3 separate regions of the Gossypium hirsutum genome follow, and regions 1 and 3 are each linked to region 2. The links are chromatin contacts, called in public Hi-C maps. All regions are on one chromosome and are shown on one strand. The core of a region is the stretch at or near the end of the contact, and the rest is flanking DNA. Distances in the headings are between cores, read along the strand shown.

The links. Hi-C and Micro-C count contacts between places; a contact is called where the count stands out from the background.
Region 1: a contact with region 2 is called in a Hi-C map of leaf, with 2.3 times the contacts expected there. The contact joins the enhancer-like site here to the promoter of LOC107955686 in region 2. A contact is called at or near these places in 6 of 34 Hi-C or Micro-C datasets (all in leaf).
Region 3: a contact with region 2 is called in a Hi-C map of leaf, with 2.3 times the contacts expected there. The contact joins the promoter of LOC107952415 here to the promoter of LOC107955686 in region 2. A contact is called at or near these places in 6 of 34 Hi-C or Micro-C datasets (all in leaf).

Annotation. Positions count from the first base shown.
Region 1 is chrA07:83,791,411-83,794,678 of Gossypium_hirsutum_v2.1, reverse strand. No RefSeq gene overlaps it. Among protein-coding and RNA genes, the nearest start is that of LOC107955690, 4.8 kb to the right of the region's middle. Within about 2 kb of position 1,633, at least 1 of the 9 cell types and tissues checked has an H3K27ac peak or open chromatin away from gene starts, as enhancers often do. A contact at or near this core is called in leaf, where this site is marked.
Region 2 is chrA07:83,579,103-83,582,388 of Gossypium_hirsutum_v2.1, reverse strand. It overlaps LOC107955686 (cytochrome P450 714C2), which reads right to left and starts at 1,628. Exons shown (of 5, transcript XM_016891490.2): 1 at 918-1,628; 2 at 563-789; 3 at 199-446; 4 at 1-129. The coding sequence starts at 1,209.
Region 3 is chrA07:83,418,378-83,421,928 of Gossypium_hirsutum_v2.1, reverse strand. It overlaps LOC107952415, which reads left to right and starts at 2,219. Exons shown (of 2, transcript XM_016887671.2): 1 at 2,219-2,621. The coding sequence starts at 2,219.

The DNA.
Region 1 (3,268 bases), core at 384-2,883, 210 kb before region 2:
CATTGCTTACATAATTTCTTTTATAAGAAACTAGACTCAATAAGCTTTAATTTCATATTTTATTCATCCTCTAACTCGATTTCTATAATTTTTAGTGATTTTTCAAAGTTAGACTACTGCTGCTGTCTAAAACAGTTTTAGTGCAAAATGTTTATTTCCATTTTGCCCCAAATTTCACAATTCATACAATTCAGTCCTTGCTCAATTAACCCCTCAATTAAGATAATTTTCTCAATTAACACTTTTTCTAGACATTATAAGTTATTTCATAACTATTTAAATTCATAATTTCCATATGAAACTTTAACTTCAAACTCTTTTACAATTAGGTCCCAAACATTCACTTTCTATTCAATTCTTTCAATAAAATCAGCATATAAATAATTTAAAGCTCTAATTCCATGGCAAATCATCATATACTTCTAGCACATATTCATAACAACTTTCAATTTCTTTCATAGAATCAAAAACTAATGAATTCAACAAGTGGACCTAGTTGTAAAAATCACAAAAACATAAAAATTTCAAGGAGAAAGCAAGAATTAAACTTACATGAAGCTAGAGTATGAAAACCAGCTTGAACCCTCCTCCATGGTTGTTTTTCAGCTGATGAATATGAAGAGAAATGAAGAGAATTCTAGATATTCCAATTTAGTCCCATTTTTATTTAGCCAATTTTGACAATTTTCCAATTTTGCCCTTATTTCATCCATTTCCTGATTTTTCTCAGCTATTGCCGCCCAAAATTCCTCATTTGACAATTGAGCTATTTAATTCTTCTAGTAACTTTTACACCCTTTTCAATTTAGTCCTTTTTATTTAATTAACCACCCAAACGTAAAAATTTTCTGACTAAATTTTAATACTACCTCACCAACACTCCAAAAATATTTCTAAAAATATTTATGGCTTGATTTATGAAGTTGAGGTCTCGATACCTCATTCTCGACCCAATTTACCTAATTAATTCTTTTAAATCACCAAATTCACTAATTCAAAAATGCTTTTATATTCACATTTAACTCATAGGTATTAATTTATTAAATTTTTAACTCACCCATCGGATTTGGTGATCTCAAATCTCTATTCCCGATACCACTGAAAATTAGGCTGTTACAGTGCATCTAAAATAACTTATCCATTAATAACACATTACAAGGTCAATGATCAAAATAAGACTGGTTGTCGTGGATCAAACCAATGGTATTTATGTATTTAGCAAAGTGCTTGATATAACACATGACTAGTTGTTATTGATCAATCATGTATACCACAATAGCTTTTGGTACAGGCAATAATCAATTAAGGTAATCTATAATACAATTTAAGTATTTGGTTGTAATTTTTTCTTTTTAAGTATCAAGTCGTCAAAAATGTATAATTTATTCAATTTATATATTAAGTCTACGATAGCAGCCAAAAATAAACGAAGATGCTTAAAACTTTATAGTTTTTTCTATAATTATTTGAGTCAAGAATTTGGTGTTCCTTTTACCATACTCCTATGCAAATTAATCGTCCAAATCAAGAATTTCTATCTTCAAAAATCACTGCCGAACCTACACCAGGTACGTCCCTTTCACTTCTATTCACCTTTATATCCTAGCATGGATTCGACCACTCACATGCATAAGTGACCCATGCTTTGTATTTATACTTTTTCTATGCACATGGTTCTTCAAAGAATGGCTTGGACTATGCAGAAAAATCGAGGACGTATAATCGGTTTCTTGGGAATAATGATTTATTTCATCTTCTAATTTAAAATAAAAAATATTTCAAATTTTATTTAATTTTTTATTTTTAGTTTTTAAATTTGTATTATTTATTAAATTATCTTAACATAGATAGAGAAGTTAATGCTTGTTAACTTTGTTGACATGAAATTCATGTGAATTGTAATGTGAATACTGTGTTAGCAATGATTTAATTTTTAAAATTTAAAAATTTTAAAAATATATTTTTTTTAAATTTAAAAGTTATTAAAAATATAAAAATCAATTAATTGTTAACGTGACATTCACGTGGATTACCATATTAGCAAAGTTAACAAACATTAATTTTCTCATCCATTATCAATATAGATCGATTTTACATTTACATATTACATGCACAAATAATTATATTTATCTAATACGAAAATAAATTGATCTGTTTAATTTTTAAATGTATATATTTGAATCAAAATCAAAGTTTTATGTCCACAATCAAAGCTTCATGTATATGATTACACAAAATCAAAATTCATTAACAAATTTCACTTTGGATCAAAGTTTATATATAATTTTGAAATTTATCCTTATATGTAAAAATTGATTTTTATGCCTCATTTTGCAAGAATATTAATATTGTAATACATTTGTTATGTCATATTTGGTAGAAGTAGGGGTGACAATAGGGGCCTAGTCTCCCCTAAAATGGTAATTTGTGTTCGGTTCCTTTAAATTATGTAATTTTATATGTCGATTTATGATAAAAATACATTTTGTCCCCTCAAAATTATAAAATTTGATTTAATCCTTTTAAAAAATGTAAAATAATAAGTTAATATAATAGTAAATTTGTATTTTAAATCTCAAAAAAATTGTAATTCAATCATGGCCCTCCAAAAAATTTCTAACTTCGCTGTTTAGTATAAGTATTATAATTTAACACAAATTTTAATACATCAATAATAAAACAATACATTGTTTGCTAACAAAAAAATTTAAGGCCCTCTTAATACTTATCTATCACTTGATTGATAATGCATACTTATCTATCACTTGATTGATAATGCAAAATACAAGTATAAGTTTGATTGCATCTATTTGACATAAGTTCGAAATCTATTACTTCTATCCCTCACCCTCAATATTGTATAAAAAATTTATTGCAAGAAGTTGCTTATTTTTTTACTAATATCACAAAACATGAGGATTACCTGAAATAGAAAAATATTCAAGAAAGGTTTATTTATTGCCAACAAGTTTAGGAGTACAGCAACATGCAACATGCAAGTCGGGGATTAGACATTTTCCCAAAGTTGTATATAAATATTAGTTAGTTAAAAAAGTGACTTTAATTGGTAAAATCACTAGCAAAACAGGTTTTTAGCGGCACTTTTTTGATCTTGCTTATAAATGCCTCTAAAACAATTTATGGCGTTTTGATAAGCGCCGCAAAAAAACATCGCTATATATAACGCCGCTAAATTTTACAGTATTTATGTGGGAAAATATCGCTATAGAACATGACCTTTACGGCACTTCTCATAAAACGCCGCTAA
Region 2 (3,286 bases), core at 379-2,878:
ACCACCATTTGCAGTAAGTCCTTCTCGTATGTTGCTGCCCCCTTTCTCTCTTTTACCACATGCAATATCAAATCACGCACCTCCTTTTCAAGTGCCCAAGCTTCTCTGTTGCTTTTGATGGGAAGATATCTGTGATAACCCAAAAATTTTAAAAGAAATTGCTTCCATAGGACTTTGAAATTGCGAAAGAATGCTCACCTCATTCCAGGCACGCCAGTGGATAAACCTTTCTTGGACATGGCCTCCTGTAGAGCTCTTAGCTTCAAGAAGATTTCTTCTCCTTTACAATAATTACTTCCGAAACAGGCTCTTGAGATGACATCTCCAGAGAAGCTTCGCATATACTCGTCAATTTTGATGTGAGCAAGTCCACCCTCGACCTCTATTCTGGTCTTCCAAGAGTCTACTAGCGTAAATGTAGATTCGACAATCAGGTTCATCATTCCCTACAAGAGGTTTTATCTTTGTATTAATGTTTATATACACCTAGTACTGTATGTAGATCTGTAATCATAATCATTTTGATGTATTTAGTGAATCATATGTTAATATATATTTTTACCTTAACCTTGTCCATGTATAATTCGGGAGCAAGAATTTTTCTCTGATGAGCCCATATTGCCCCATTTGAAGTTAGAATTCCCTGACCAAGCAAAGGACCACGATCCTTTTGTTGATAGGAAGGCTTCCCCAAGGCTAAGGACGTGCATGTAGTAATCTCTTTCACAGCATCAGGTTGATTCACGAACAATATTTGAGTGTTACCAAGAGAAAACACAAATACTTGACCTGAAATTTAATGAAATTACTCCACCACTATCAGTGATAACTATTTTGGTAAATGAATACTCCTAAATTTCATTATAGACACCGACACGCATAGAATTAAGAGGTATGCAATACATTATTATACATACCATATTGTTTCCTCCATTGCTCAAAGAATGGAAAGAGTAGCGCACCGCAGTTGTGAGTGGCAGGGGGGTGCATGCTAGGAACCTTAACAATGCTGGATTGTGCCTTCTTTATCTCTCTTATGTTTCCGATTAGCAGACTCGGAGGCGGTCCTTTGATGCCTTGCTTGAGTAATCTTGCTCGGAGCTTCATTGGCTTCACCACCAACTCATGATACAAACGTAGGATCAATCCAAGGAAAGCAAGCAGCACAAGAGAAACAAAAATGTTGACATAATACTCTGTAAGTCCCATGTTGGAAGTGGTGATAGCTTTGGAGGTTGTTTAGACACAAAGGGAATTATATACAGGGAAATTAAGGAAAGGAGTAGGAAGGTTTGGTGGCAAAAAAAATAAAGAAAGAACTGTATGTAAGACTTCTAATGTATGGTATTTGTGGTCAATGTATTGAGAAAACCATTTTTCTAAGGGACAGTAACATGAAAGGCAGCATGGTTTTGAAGCTTTCTAAGATCCATATTGAAGGTGAGAAGTTTTGCTTAATTATTTGTTGCCAACAACACAAAAAAAAGAAGTGGTTACGAGCTATTGGGATTCAAGGTCTAAAAGTCTTGTAGTGTACAAAAAACTAATATTAATTATTTGTTGGAATTTGGAAGATTACTTAACTTTTCTTTTAACGGGAGGAAAATTACTTAACTTTTAATGTAACTGCAATGGGGTCTCGTAGATATTTCTTTTTCTTTTCTCACTTAATTTCATTTTTAAATAAAAGACAAAAAACAGAGCACTAAGTTCGGGGTTATTTCCTTTATTTCTGCCACTACCAAGTGCTAAATGACTAGTGGCTGTTTAAAAAGGTCGAGCCATAGTCAACAATGTCGACCTTAAAGCTTAAACTCCCATCATTGCTTTGTACGTGGTTTATTTTTTTAACATTATGGATTATATTTCAATGATTCTTTAAACTCTATACTTCAATTTTAAAATAATTTGATACCTCAATTTTTATAATATTATTAATTAATTTAAATATTTTATTTTAATTAAAATATTGATATAAATTTTTAAAAATTGTTAATATTGTTAAAATATTCTATTCAATTTAGGTCTATTATATGTCATTTTTTTATATTTCTTTTTTAAGTTTCAATTGTCACACCAACAACTTTAACAAATAAATTTTAACAATATTAACAAATAAATCTACATTTTAAAACTCAAAAAATAGAGGGACTAAATTTCTAAAAATAAAAGTATAAAGACTAAATTCTAAATATATGAATGATAAAAAAATTTAAAGCATATTGCAACCTTTAATTTTTACTCAATAATTAGCAATATATATATATTTAACTGAAGGCGAAGTGTGAATGAGAACGATCATGCTAGTATAAATTGGAAAAGGGATGATAACCTAGTTTTGAAATAATAAAAAAAATTAAGGGATAAATCTTAAAATTTTACCATACTTTTGGTTTAATGTACAATGCTATATATAAATTTTAAATTTGTGTAATTTTATACATGACATTTTGATTTAATTTAATTTACACAAATTCCTAATATTATTATCGGTATAACACAATTAAATGTTTGCATATTATAGGCACAAATAATTATATTTATCTAATATAAAAATAAATCGATATAATGATTTTCTGAAATGTGTATAATTAAATTAAAATAAAAATTTGATGCACACATTTAAACCAAAATCAAAGTTTAACGTGTATAATTACACAGAATCAAAATTTAAATATCAAATTGCGCATTAAATTAAAGTTAATGTATAGCTTATATTTATCCTAAAACTTAACTACTGCTTCTATTAGCTATTTTTTTAAATCTTAACAAATAAAAGTTAAGCTTTTAAATACATCCTTTTTATTTCCTAATTTTATCTTTTAAAGTAATTTGATAAATAAATTAATTTTTAAATGTTTATAATGAAAATTCATAATATAAGTAATTGATTTATATAAACTGTGCATAATATCGTAGTTGTTTAGGTTGCATTTGCAGATGGTAAAACACTTGCCTATTTTTTCTTTTATTTTTAATTATATTTGGTAATGTTTGAACTTAGAAGGTTAAAAGCTAAGGTGGTGACAAATTAACTTAATTAAGTATACATTAATTAATTTGCGTTTTTTTCCTTTTGGGATCAAAGTCGATTTAATTAGCATGTTTCTAATGCCAAATCAAATTTCTGGAAATGAATTTATCAGGCTCTTCAATTTTCTTAGGTCAGGTTATCTGTACTTGAGATGAGATAAAAAAGTGAAAGTAAAATGTGAGAAGAAAATAAATTTTAAGTGTGATAAGAAAAAAAAAAGAAGAAGAAATAAAGTATGAGAGATGATTATTT
Region 3 (3,551 bases), core at 970-3,469, 160 kb after region 2:
TCTGTGATGAGTCCAGTTAATGAAGGAAGGGGAAAGAATAAAAGTTAGAAAGAAACATGATGAATTTGGGTGAGAATAAAAAAAGCTAATGTGGAAAGAGATTTATATAGCATAAAATTATTGGGAGGGATTGTTATTACTTGTTAGGAAAGATCTATCTAATAATTTCTCTAATTGTAGTTTTTCATCAACATCAATTCATTAAATCATTTTTAGCTACGCAAAACAAAAAGAAAAAGAAAATAAAAGGGCAAGAATTAAATTGCTTAAAAAGAAAAAGCATAAGAATTAGTTATGTAATTTGACTTAAAATTTTTGTTTAAGATTATAATATAATGCGTAATGTTATTTTGTTGTTACACCCCATTGGTAATTAATGGTTTAGTGATCAAAATATAATAAATTAATAACAATATTGTAATTTTGGATAACGTTAAGAACTAACTTTTTAAAGTTTAATGACCAAAACATACTTTAAAGCACATATAAGTGACAAAATCTATAATTTCCTCTAATATTAATTAGAAAAATACTTTAGGACTAACTAATAAATTCTAAATATAACTAACTAAATCTAAAATTTATTATAATATTAATTAGAAAAAATTATAATTTAGATCCAAATCGAATTTTGGAGTCGGCATTGTTGAAAATGTTTTATTTGAATATTATTCCAGCCCAAATAAGACTAAACTCAAACTATAAAATGGATAAAGATACATAAGATTATATAAAAAAACAAAATATGATATTATTAATTATAACATTCTTAATTTATTTTTAAATATTTTAATCAACATATTTATTTGCAAATTAATTTTATTTAATTAGGATTTTCAAGTCTGCTACTCTAGCACGTCTCTGTCTGCTCTCTCTAGCAAGCCTTTAGGTTTTTGTGTTTTGAGTCTCCTTTGTTGGGCGGCTACCATCTCCATAATCTTATTAAGTTTAAAAATCAATTTTCAACGCCTCTTGTTTTTCTGACTACATCCATGGAATCAGAATTCGCCGATTTAACACTTGATGAAGAAGAAGAAGCAGTTCTGCAGATACAAGTCGATCCAGATTCAGTTAGTGAAGGAGGAGTTCTTAATCTGGTTGGATGTTTTCTTACAGCCAGTATTGTTCACTTTCCAACAATGAAAAACACTATAGCTAATTTATGGAATCCTGTTAAGGGTGTTCAAATTAGAGATCTGGGTGAAAAAAGGTATTTATTTCAATTTTATCACATCATGGATATGGAAAAGGTTTTAAAAGGATCCCCTTGGATGTTTAATAATCATCTTTTAATTTTGCATAAGTTGCAAAGGGAAGAGGATCCATTAAAAGTCCCTTTAACCTTAACTCCCTTCTGGGTACAAGTTCATGACATTCCCGTGGGTTACTATTCTGAAAATTTGGTTACACAGTTGGGAAATTTTATAAGAAATCTTCTGGAGTACGATGGCTCAAGTTTCGAGAAAAAGAATAGAAATTTTATGTAGATACGGGTTCAAATTGATATTCGTCGCCCTCTAAAAAGGAAAAAACAAATCATGTTTAGTGGCAAGTGTTTTTATGTCAGATTCAAGTATGAAAGACTGGCCCTTTTTTGTTTCTATTGTGGCCGTCTAGGTCATAGTGATTCTTTTTGTGCAACCAAGATGGAGCTAGGGGCAGAAATTGCTAACATGGGTTGGGATCTGACTTTACGTGCACAGACAAAAAGAGCCCAAACAATGAGTAGTGTTTGGTTAAGGGAGGAAGGAGGAGTTGTGAGCAGTCTTAATGCAGATCCCAGAGGAAACAGTAGATAAGGAGATGTTAGAAGTTTTGGCTGTGATACAAACATTGACCCTATCTTAGGATTCAATCTGGAAGGAAAAAAGGTTCACTCAAGCCTAGAGAATGACGAAACATTGGGTGGTCAAATTAAAACAGCAATGGATTATGATCTGGAGAATGAGGTGATTATAGGCGAGGAGGGGAAAAAGAGGCCTAGAGGGGACATTGAAGAAAGCAGTACCATGGGAAGAAGAAATAGGAGAATGCCTGAAGTTACTCATTTATTATCGGCAGCTGCCAAGAGGCAAGCCGACTGATCGTAATGAAAATCTTAAGTTGGAACGTCCGTGGTTTGGGGAATCCACGGATAGTTCGAAGACTTCGGGATACGCTGAAGTTACATTATCCCTAAGTGATCTTCTTTATGGAGACAAAAATTAATAAGTATCAGATGGAAAAAGTTCAGCCGAGTTGCAGGTTTCATTTTGGTATTGATGTTGATTCGGTTGGTTCTAGAGGGGGACTAAGTTTAGCATGGCAAGGGGATGCTAATATAATGCTCCAAAGTTTCTCTAATCGACATATTGATGTGATTATTGAGGATGTAGGTGATCAGAAGAAGTGGAGATTTACAGGTTTCTATGGTTCTCCTTACACACATGATAGAGATGATTCATGGAATTTGTTAAGACGATTAAGTAATAACGAAGAGTATCCATGGCTGGTTTGTAAGGACTTTAATGAGATCTTATATGGCTTTGAGAAGAAAAGAGGTCTCCCTAGAGATGAGAGAAGAATGGAAGCTTTTCGAAAGACGTTAGAAGATTGTAGCTTGGTGGATGTGGGTTATTTAGGTAATTGGTTTACTTAGGAAAGAGGGAACCTCCCAGAAACGAACATTCAAGAGAGGTTGGATAGGGGTGTAGCTACGGAAGAATAGATTTTTTTATTCCCAAATTCTCAAATTAAACATCTCCCCTATTCATTCTCGGACCATCGTCCACTTCTTATTAGTACAAGCACAAAGTTGGAAGGCTGATTCAAAAAAACTTTAAGTTTGAGGCCTGGTGGGTTTTGGAGGAAACATTTTTTGAGGAAGTTAGACATATTTAGGAAAATGCCGGAGGTGATATTTTGAGCAAGATGGATGATATCAAAAGAGATTTAACGAGTTGGGCAAACCAGATTCGACGGTGTAAAAAAATAAAAACAGAGGTCCTAACATCAAAGTTAGCAATGTTACTTGAATCCGATAGAAGTGATGAAAATTTGGCAGAGCTTATTGATACAAAGATTAATTTGAATTTTGAGATTGAAAAGGATGAATGCTATTAGGAGCAGAGGGCCTAAATAAATTGGTTGAAACTTGGAGACAAAAATACAGCTTTTTTTCATAAGCAGGCGACCCAAAGAAAAAAGTGTAATTTTATTCACAAGATGCAGTTTGAAGACGGTAGAGAGACAGAGGAGGTTAAAGAGATGGAGGAAATTGCTAGATCGTATTTTCTAAAATTATTTTCAGTAGGAAGACAAGATAACTTCTCTAAAATCTTGTCCGGAATTAACAGATGCATTTTTTATGAAGATAATGAGAAATTAAAGACAAGATACACCAAGGAGGAAATAAGAGAAGCTCTACTAGAAATAGGTCCTACAAAAGCACCTGGAGAGGATAGTTTTCCAGCCTTATTCTATAAAAAAATGTTGGCCGATCATTGGGGAGGATGTATCCACTTTTTGCCTTCAAAGATTAAATGAAAGTATGGAATTACATTCAATCAACA